Linked DNA regions of Astyanax mexicanus: region 1 is linked to region 2. A link is a contact called in public Hi-C data. All regions are on one chromosome and are shown on one strand. Each heading gives the region's core, a stretch centred on a gene start, on an enhancer-like site or on the middle of the called end of the contact. The rest is flanking DNA. Distances are from core to core; before and after follow the strand shown.

Region 1 (5,348 bases), core at 374-2,873, 42 kb after region 2:
TGAGCTTTCATTTTGCTCTTTGAGGAATTTTGATTGGCTGGCCACTTATTTTTCCGTTTGAAGATATTGGCTCTCACTGTGGAGAGTCTGGACCTTAGAAATTGCATTTCAAAACTAGTACATTTCAGTGGCTTCTCATTTCTTTGAGATATTTTGTTTATTATGTGGCATGTATGCTACTCATTGTTTTTTAGCTACAAACACAAATCACAAAATATCTCAGCATTTCTTACATTTATTTTGACCTCTATTTCAGTGCAGAAGCCAGGGTCTGTCATTATATGGGGTTGTGTACACTTGTGTACTCTTTTGCAATGACTGCATTATTGCAGAAATGAACATTGAGATCTTAAAACAACATACTGCATGCTTCTCCCAAGATAACATATTTTTCACTTTTGTTTGTGCTTTTTTTAACAAGACCATGCAAAACCATATGCTGCACACATTTGCATGCTTACAGTCCTGACCAATGATCCCTAATGGAGAATTTTAAGTGTGGTCAGAAGGAATGGCAACACTACAAATGCGGTAAATACGCTTTAGTATTCCAAATTCTTTTGGATGTATTGAAGGTGTTGCAGGCCTGAAATGCAGGAATGGATGTATTTTAAAGAAATGAACTGAAGTTGAGCAGATAAATCATGTAATATCATGAAATATGTCGGGTTGATTGTGTTTGCAGTGAAATAAAAGTCAAAGTAAATGTAAGAAACAATTTATAAATCATAATTTACAATATCCAAAAGAAGGGTAATCAACATCAAAATGTGCATTTGAGTATATTTTTAAAAGTATACTTAACATGGGAAAGTACATACTTTTAGCATTAAAATTAACACATACTTAAATACATAATAAATTTACTATTTTGGAACAAATTATGGCAACATATATTTCAATTAAGCCATTAAGCTATATTTAAATACAACATAAAAGCATTAGGTTGTACTTTATATTTAAGTATGTGTATTTCAAACATAATTTTTAACACCATTGAAATATGTTCTACTTTGCATATTTGCACATATTGTGTGAACTTTAATGCTTCTGGGGAAAAAACTACACTAAAGTGCACTTTAAGCAGTATTTAATGCCACTATATATTTTTTTCTGTCAACACAACGTATAATTAAAAGCATATTGCTTAAAAATACAAATATTGCCAAAAAACATTTTATGGAAATACAGAGAAAGTATATTTAATGTGTATTTTCATAAAGTATATTAAATAGAAAATGTACTTTTGGTATTCTTTACCTAATTTGAACATAGTTTTAATGCTCTTAAGTATACTTCCTTTCCACAAGAGCACGCCTGAATGTGTCAGGTTAAATTGACCCCAATTCTAAGCCAAATTTGGCTAATTGGTTGATGATGTAGTTAAGGAGGCAATTAGCCTCCATAAGTATTTCACAGCACTGTAATCAGCATGTTGAGCTCATTACTGAACATCAGCACCCCCACAGTAAGACCCCTGAGCAACACACAGCGTTTACTGTATTGTGTTAGCAACAGTCAGCACAATTTATAATACAAGGTTATTATTGCTAATGTCTATGTTATCCAATTGTAGGAGTAAGACAGCAAATATGCAGTTTCTAGCTATCGACTCAGACTGGATGGCGACGTGTCAGGACAGCTGGCTCCTGGTCCTTAAAGCTGTTGCTGTCAGCAAGATACATGCTCAAACAGCTGCTGCAGTGTACTGGAGTGAAGAAGCAGGCCTTCAGCCAGGACAGCAGAGCATGGATCTCATTAATAAACCTAATCTGAACACTGCTCCTCCAACACGAGGCGTCCAATAAACCTAATCTAACTACTCATACAACAAGATACGTGCGGCTCGAGAGTGCTAGGACACAAAGTAGTTTAAACCGAGTCAAACAAAGCCAATGACACAAAGGCTTTAGTCGTGTTGCCTCCTCCAACACGAGGCGTCCAATAAACCTAATCTAACTACTCATACAACAAGATACGTGCGGCTCGAGAGTGCTAGGACACAAAGTAGTTTAAACCGAGTCAAACAAAGCCAATGACACAAAGGCTTTAGTTCATCAGCACTGGAGAATCACTGATGAGAGAAACGCATCCCAGGCGGATATGCGATGCATGAGAAACTGACGAGACGCTACCGGATGTTCTAAACAAGTCTGGGCAGCGGGCCAGGGTGCCTCGGCATGACCTGATGTCTGACAAAAGCCACACCAACGCAGCATTAATCACAACTTAGCAGTGGGCCTCGCTCTCACTGCTGCTGCCAAAGGCTAAATGCTTCAACACAACACAGTGAGCCTCTGTGCTCAGACAGAATGAATACTGAGCGGATTTCATGGGAAAACCTCTACTGTATATGTGAAGGACATATACATAAAAAATGCCCTACTGTCTGGAATGTATATACAGTACAGTTCAAAAGCTTTAGTTCAATAGTTTTGATTAACCCTTGTGTGGTGTTCGGGTCTGTGGGACCCGTTTTCATTTTTCATCAAATTATACTAAAAAATATTTTTTCTAACTCAAACTGATTGGCATTGGCTCATTTTTTGTGAAAAACATATATCAAAACATATTTTCGATAAACACACACTGTACCCCCCCCCCCCCCAAGCATTTATATTACATACAGTATGTTTGGCCAAGAGCTAATAAACATTGTTTCATTTACAAATTTGAAACTAAACAAATTTTCTACTCTTATCTTGAGTTTAATTCATTTTCTTTTACATTTTATTAAAAAACTAATAAAAAAAGAGTAGCACTTTTTGAAAGAAATGTAACATAAGAAAGGTAAAGGGCAAATATTAACCATGTAAGCTGTTTATATTGCTTGCAATTTAGGTGGAGCAAGCATGTGTAAAGCATTTTAATGTAAAATTGCTTAATTTTGCTGAATTAAATACAAGTAACAAAGTAAACGAGTAACAAAAATATGAACACCACAGAAGGGTTAAAACACCTCCAAAGCTCCCCCCATAGAAGAGAAGTCTAGTATTATTCATTACTTATCTAGTTATCATCATATTAACAGCTGGTTTGGTAAAGCAGTGCTTAATGATGTTATATAAGGTGCGCTGATATTGTGGAATTGTTGGACAGATTCACAAGCATCCAGGATCTGAAACTGCTGCAAGCTTTGCTCTTCAATCTAGCTCACACTTAGACAGACCAGGAGGCCTAAAAAGTGTGGAATAGTGATTTTTGAAGATTTCTTCTTCAACTTTATTTATGTGTTTTTAAATTTTTACTTTTGGTTTATTTTTTATTATTTATTATTATTTATTTGTAAGACACACACGCAGACACAAGAAAGATGATATGGTCACATTGATATGGCTATTGAGGCTATTTGATAATGAGCAAATGTTTCTGTGCATTAACAAACACAATGTAGACAAAAGTTGTAAAAATTAAGCATATAAAATTTATAAAATTAAGCATACCAACGAACGTTTTTTACAGGTTTTCATTCATTTTTACATTGTTTCACCATTGCATAAATTAAATAGCACAGATGATTTTTTTCAATGACAAAACTACTATTTAAAATATTTATTAAATACAAATCTGAATATTCAGTGCCTTCCTAGTATTAAAAAAGAGTCCAGTATCCAGGGAAGGTTTTCTACTAGACTGTGGAGCATTGCTTTGAGGATCTAACTGGATTCAGTGACAAGAGAGAATGTCAGTGAGGTCAGAATGCTAGATGTTCACCACCTCACCTCATCCCCAACTCATCCCAAAAATATATGATGGAGCACAAACATCTTTCAGAGAACACAGTTAGTTCTACTGCTGCACAGCTCAGTGCTGGGGCAGGGCTTATTCTATTGTATGCGATATATATTTATGTGAATAGCCACACCAGTAATGGATTATTAGAGTTCATGTAAATGTTCATGTGATGTTGTGGAGAGTGAGCAGCTGAGGGTGTGTGAAGGTGACGGAGAAGCCTGACTGTCCATAGACTGCCATGTCTGGCCGGGCAGGAGATGACAGGAGAACCTGAGGGACCCTTCACCTTCAGAGACACACATTGCCATGGTCCTACAGCTTATTCAGGCCAACTTAAACTCCACCAGGCCATGACATCCTAATCAGGACAGATACCAGAACATCCTCTGTGTCCTCATTTTTTTTAATAACCAAAATATGATCATCCCACTTCTATAAAATAGAGGTCAATTTGCACTCAGGAGGCTCTGTGCTGGTGATCAGACTCTGCCATTAGCTTGTGTTAAACAGGAAGGGCAGCATTATCTGGCCATTATCCAGCCTGGACACAGCCGTGAGTACACCGAGTACAGGTCAGCAGCACTGAACACACTGACTCCGGCTGTTTGGCTGAATGTGTCAAACGCAGGATGGAAACAAGTACATGCTGAGTGTGCTGAGTGTGTGCTGCTGTGGGGAGAAGAATTACTGGTGCCATGAACAGTCCCCTCATTTCCTCCCCGCTGCAGCGAGTGCAAGAAACACGTTTATAACAGCTCTTCACATCACTCTAACTGGGTCATAAAGAGTGATCTCTGAAGGGAGGACCGCCTCTGAAACACTGCCTAATGTATAATGCCTTTTGCACATCAGCAGAATTTTAAATGTCACCCTGCCCTGTAATGTGCTCCTCGTCTGACCAGAAGAGCTGGAAATGCAACAGCTGGACGATGTTTAGAAGACATTAAGGCATGTCATCCCTGTAGGTGTACCTTTATTAATAGGGAGCTGTACCAAATGCAGTCCATTATGAATTATAATATATTCAGTTTGCCTGTAGTCGAACTCAGACGTTGCGTAATGTGCAATTATACATTAAAATGTCAGCTTAGTATTTTTATAAATGCTCTTAAGTGCTTCATCCGCACTGTTGCAGAGTTGTACAGAATCCTGGGTTAGCAATGATTTGACCTTTGGAGATTTTACAAACCCACTGTCAGGTTCTGCTTGCCTTTACTTACTTTTATAACTCACTTATAAACAAGAAAAGAGCTTTTAATGATAGAAATGCAGAGTGGTTGAGCAGTGAGCACTAAAGTGGACTCCACGTACAAAGAGTTGCTAGGCTGTTGCTAGTTGGCTGGTTTTCCAGGTGGTTTCCATGATGTTGATACAGTAGCTGGTTGCTATGATATACAAGCTGGTTGCTATGCTGTAGCTAAGTGGTTGCTTTGGTATCCAATGTGGTGGATATAGTTAAAGGTGGTGATGGGTGGGTCCTTTTAGAGTATTTGTATCATTTGAAGGGAGCCAAAATGTTGCACCCTATTCATTCCAATGAAAAAAAAAGAAAAAAAAAGCTGTTGATATGTGGGAATCTGTGGTAGTCTGTCCAGTCACAAAGCTGTAATCAT
Region 2 (5,994 bases), core at 2,123-4,622:
TTCTTTATGTTGTATTAAAATTGTATAATGAATGCAATCCAATTGAAATGCTCCAAAATTTGGAATAACTTGGAATAAAATCTTTTTCCATTGACTTTTATTTCAAGAAGGTTTTGTCCTTTAACTACCATTTAGTTGCCATTTAGGAAATATAGTGTTTTTGCAAGAAGGTGGAGATATATTGAAGTTGAGTTCATAGCAATGAACCTTGATCTAGAAACATTTTGGGGTCATTTAGTTGAGTAGCACTGTTGACCGACTGTAGCAGTAGAAACATTGTGGCACTAGTGAAACTACACATGTCAGATTACACAATGTTTTCTGTTTTCTATTGATAAAATTTGAACTGTTTTTTGATGTCTGCATTTGTGTGTCTCCTTAAATAATCACATTTTAAATAATCACATTTTCACTTAAACATATTAAAAATAACAATGGTGCTCATTATCCAGCACTTAAAATCAAGAATGGCTGGGATGTAAACATATTAAACATCTAAATACTAAAAAACTGGTGCTTGCCATCAGCAGCCGGAGTCCGAGACAAAGAGCACAACTGGCCCTGCTTTTTCTGGGTGGGGAGATGGTGCTCTGTCCCCATATCATTGTCCAGCGGGGTGCTGGCTAGCACAGGTGTCTGATGTAGCTGACGTATCGGAGCTGGGTTGCTTCAATTTCCATGTCCTGGTGTTTGGGACTCACTGGTAATGGGGCAGCACTAGTGATGAGACTGGCTAATTGGCCTTCCAAAAATGGAAAACAATTGGATATAATTTGAAAAATTTAATCATAAAAAATAACTTGTTGCTCAGAAGCAAGAAACACAGATTTACAAATATAAAAGGTGTCTGTTCCATATCTTTGACCTTCTACATTGTTCTATTGTGTGTCCTTCATATACATTTAAATCTACAGTAACTAGTATTGAGCAATGTTTCTCAGCCCTGGTTGTGGAGGCACCCATGCTGTACACGTGCCTGCATCTCTGAAATGACTTGTTAATAAACTTGTCATTTTTATTCTGGTGTGTTGGGAGAAGAGGAAGATTGCATTATTGCATTATCACACATTTGGCCCTCAATTTTTTTTGTTATGTAATGTTATCTAAGAGTTTATGACTATCAGAGATAATAATGATTATGAGCAGCATTTTGCAGTGTCATTTAAAGACAGTGCTGTACTTAAAATCATGTCATCTGCTCTTGAGACTAAGTAGTGGTCTGATTCTTATCTGAGTCTCATTAAATATGCAACACACAATGAATAATAGATTCATTTATTGATTATTTGATTTACATGACATTCTAAGGGGCCATTTGGAATTAGAAGTGTGGATGGAGGCAGACACTTAATGCTCATGCTCTTAATGATTTTAATGTAAGTAAATATGGGATTAGCAGTGGGTGAACATATGGTCAAAACTCTTATTAGTGTGCTTACAGGCATTTATTTAAAAGGCAGAGGTAAATCATTACAAACATTACACTCCAACATATAGGTTTAACTTTTTTATTCCGTATTCTTGGGCAAGACGTATATGATAAAATAATATATCATGATATGGCTTGTTATTATCTCATTAAAACCCTCTTTATCTCTTTAAAACATTAAGATCTAGTCAATGGTGTCTTTGAAGGCAATATATATTTTGGTTAGATCATAAACTTGCCTATAAAAGCATGGCAATACAATACAATTCAGGGTAAATATCTGTGATTTAGGATAACAAAAATAATGGTGTGGTCTTACAGCTAATACTTTTATAGTAGAGGAAAAGCTGACCTGTTGTGGTGTTTGTTTTTTAGCTTTTTAAGAAGACAACTGGGCAATGTCTTTGTAACTAATTTAGTGTAACCTTAATGAGTTAATAACAAAACAAAACTAAAGTGTAAAATAAGGTCATTAGCATAGGTTTTACAGACACAGGTTATATGTATACTCTGCAAATTTAACTTACCAGTATAGGGAATGTTTTCACCTGGATGAACAGCTTTTTGACCATCCTCTAACCATTTGAAACCAGTTTACAGTGGGTTTTTCAACAGGGTTGACTGTAAAAGCAGAAAAATACAGGATAATATCAGAGAAAATACATGTTGTTCCAGATTCCAAAATAAAGGACAATATCTTTTGTATGGCTTTGATTCATTCGGAAGGGAAATGGGCAATGCCCTTATGGCTACGCTAAAGTAACCCTACTATGACAAGAACAGTGTAAAATTAGTCTAAAATAATCAAATTAAAATACATTTTACAGAAGCCAGTAATATTTGTAGTGTTCTAGTATATAACAGCTAGTCTGGTAAACATAGTGTGATAACAGGAAAAAGTATGGGATGAAACATCTCTATTTTACATATAAAACATTTTAGTCTTATTATTTTATTAAATATAGATACTTTGTGGTTTAAAACGACTAGACTACAAAAAACATTTAATCTTAATACATACACTACACATCCCAGCATTCCCACGAACACAGCTGGCGCCTTCCATATCCGTCCACATCCGCATTTATGTGACCCCTGTAGCCAATCGTAACGCAGGAGGGCGGGGTCTGTCGGAAAACGCGTGGAAAACAGTCTATGATAATAAAAGGTGGCTATATTATGTGTAATATTGTGTAGCTGGCTGCTTATTATGTTTAACGAATATGTTATGTATAATAAAGTATTTATGTTTATTTACACTGATCTAAAAGGGCATTATAATATGTATAAAAATAAAATGTGATAGAAGTAAACTTCCAATCCCAGTTTAACTATTATGTTATTTGTACTTGTGTATATCATTTATACACAATATTTCACAGATTTATTTTAGTAAGTAAATCTGGAGCTACATATTTATTTAAATTAGTGTATTATAATTCTGGGTAAAAATTATATTCAGAAAGGTAAATTGAAAAATGCAGTTTTTTTTTGTTTATTTGTGATGTTACTAAATTCCTTCAAAGTATATCTTATATGTAGGAACCCTAACAAATATACTCATATATAAATATTTTCTTTATAATCAGAATTTAATTTTAAATTAATTTGAAGTGGCCATCTAAATCAGCACAGCATAGACTTATTGTTAAATACCAATAATAGTTTACTTTATTAGGAGTATTTTTTTACTTTTGATTATACTTGTTTTTTCCCATTTGTTATACTGCGATTTGTGTCAATATAAATTAAAATTAGGGAAAAATCAAAGTATTTTCATTTATTTAAAAAAAAAAAAAACGTTTCCCAGGTCCTCGTGGTGAGCGAGAACAGTCACACCCCTGATCACGAGGGTGCCAATCAGAGCCGGAGAGAAAAACCATGAGGTAATCCCTCGGCCTGCCATTGGAGGGCTATATTAAGAAAGCGGCGAGGCGCTTTATAAGGAACTCTGTGCTCTGAAATCCTGAGAACTGAACAGTGAGAGGCTGAGGTGGTGAGCTGCTGTGTCTGAAGTGAGAGGAGCTACTTTATAAGCTGGAGATCCTGAATAAGCTACACAGTCTCAGCTGGAGATACTGAAGAAGCAACACAGCCTCAGCCTGGACACTTTTCTAACTGTGTATTTCATTTGATCCTGTTTTAATAAGGATTTTCAGAGTTTTAATCCGTGCGTAAAAGCAGCGAGGACACACCGAGCACATGGCTGCTATCCGTAAGAAGCTGGTGGTGGTGGGGGACGGGGCGTGCGGTAAGACGTGTCTGCTCATCGTCTTCAGCAAGGATGAGTTCCCTGAGGTCTACGTGCCCACCGTCTTCGAGAACTACGTGGCTGACATCGAGGTGGACAGCAAGCAGGTGGAGCTGGCGCTGTGGGACACGGCCGGCCAGGAGGACTACGACCGCCTGCGCCCCCTTTCCTATCCGGACACGGACGTGATCCTCATGTGCTTCTCCGTGGACAGCCCGGACTCTCTGGAGAACATCCCGGAGAAGTGGGTGCCTGAGGTCAAGCACTTCTGTCCCAACGTGCCCATCATCTTGGTGGCCAACAAGAAGGATCTGCGCAACGACGAGAGCGTGCGCGGCGAGCTGGCGCGCATGAAGCAGGAGCCGGTGCGCGCTGAGGACGGCCGCGCCATGGCCGTGCGCATCGGTGCCTACGACTACCTGGAGTGCTCGGCTAAGACCAAGGACGGCGTACGGGAGGTGTTTGAGACTGCCACGCGTGCTGCGCTCCAGAAGAGGTCCAGGCCGGCTGGTGGCTGCGCGAACTGCTGCAAGCTCTTGTGAACTCATGTAAACTTCTGTGAAATCATGTGAGCTCCTGTACGAACTCCTACGAGAAGAGGACATGGTTCCCCAGACAAGAAACGAAACATGCTAATGTGGGGCTCACTTAGGTGGAACATGGTCTAGGTGGGTTCCAATTGAGTTCCAGTTGGGTTCCAGGTCGGTTCTAAATGGGCATGGGCTCTGAGTGGGTTTGTACTTGTGTTCTAACGACTAGTTGGGCTTCCCATCTAGGGGTTCCATCTAGGCCCTATATTTGTGTGTGTGTGCAAGGTACAAACCAGGTGGGGCCTATGTTGACTCCCATGTTTAAACTCCTCCTGGTCCCATCAGTGACACTGACTGACTCCATGCCTTGTGGAGCCAACATGGACAAACCCATGGACAGAACTTTCTAAAAGGACCCAGTTGACTTGTTGACCCAGCCTGGAGTCTAGTTCTTTACTCATGGACAAGTTGGGTGGGGGGGGTGTTTGGAGAGATGAGGGGGGAGGGGTTTGAAGTGTCCCTTGATGCCCTCCCTGCACCAACACTAAAAAGTAGAGAAAGAAGGAAAAGAATGGACACAGAACAGTGAGAGAGAGAGAGAGAGAGAGAGGGGATGGTAGGGGGCTTGTGAACCCTCAACTTTGTATCTCTCTCTGTGTTTGTGTGTCTCTCTATCTTGCTCTCTTTTTTTCTCTCTTTTGCTTTGTTGTTTTGGTGCTGTGTGGCAGCCGAAAAAGACACAGGCACTATACTATTCACACTGCAAGTACTACTACCACCACCACCAACAACAACAACAGCATGCTCTGGATAATGCATGCATGGGTGGGTCTGGGTGGTTGGGTAGCTTGGGCACAATATCTGCTGCTGCTGCTGCCACACAGAACAAAGTACAGAACAATGTAACTTATAGGCTTAACACTGTATACAGCCTTGCCTTGTTTATATGACACATGCATAGGGCTCTGTATTTTGTTTTTTGGGGATTTTTTTAAATGAGAGAAATGAGAAGAAAAAGAATATGCCTTGCCACTGCATTGAGGTGGTCTTTGGGATGTACACTGGGATGACCCTCAAAAAAAAAGAACAGGAGGAGACTTGTACAAAATGCTAGCTTTCTAGTCAGCTGCCAGCTGTGGTGAGACTGCAGTGCGAGCAGGGCAGCTGTGCTTTTGTTGCACAGTGAGAGACTTGATGCAGCACTAAGAAGGGGGATGGAGGGGTGGGGGATGGGTGCAAGTGGTCAGTCAGTGTGTTCCGGGACTGTGTATTGTGCTGTTGCAAAAGTCACCTCGATTCATTGTATGCACACACATTTACAACACACATACATACGTACATACATGCCCACACCATGAAATGTTAAAGTGTGGGCCCATGCTGGTGAATCTGCATGCTTAAATAGCCCAGCATTGTCTGAATCTCCGTTTGTTGTTTCCATTCTTGTTGCACTGGGTGCCCGTGCAGTCTGCTACCCCACCCTAGCGCTCGGTAAACTCGTACGCAGCCCCTCTGCTCGAGCACCAACAATGAAGTTTGTCACGATTGCACTGATGGGATTATGGGAGCTGCTTTTGTTGATTTGGGGTGTATAGGGCTCGGCTGGGATTGGCTGGGTTGGGGTGTGGGCCCTTTTCTGCTTTGGCTCAGCTCTGGGTTAGCGTGACACACTACGCACACCCTCTGTTACAGAGGCGGCCTATGAAGTTCAGCTCTGAAGCTCTGTACATTTTCTGTTTTGTTGTTTTTAGGACTTTTATATGTCTTTAAGCCTGTGGTACCAC

What was found. Hi-C and Micro-C count contacts between places; a contact is called where the count stands out from the background.
Region 1: a Hi-C map of muscle shows a contact between it and region 2, with 11 times the contacts expected there. The contact joins the enhancer-like site here to the promoter of LOC103025336 in region 2. A contact is called at or near these places in 2 of 3 Hi-C or Micro-C datasets (both in muscle).

The regions. Positions count from the first base shown.
Region 1 is chr14:13,310,233-13,315,580 of AstMex3_surface, forward strand. No RefSeq gene overlaps it. Among protein-coding and RNA genes, the nearest start is that of trnas-aga, 18 kb to the right of the region's middle. Within about 2 kb of position 1,624, the one cell type or tissue checked has an H3K27ac peak away from gene starts, as active enhancers do.
Region 2 is chr14:13,265,984-13,271,977 of AstMex3_surface, forward strand. It overlaps LOC103025336 (rho-related GTP-binding protein RhoB), which reads left to right and starts at 3,373. Exons shown (of 1, transcript XM_015607907.3): 1 at 3,373-5,994. The coding sequence starts at 3,632. The coding sequence ends at 4,222. zmp:0000001267 (b(0,+)-type amino acid transporter 1) reads left to right here. Exons shown (of 6, transcript XM_022673137.2): 6 at 1-94.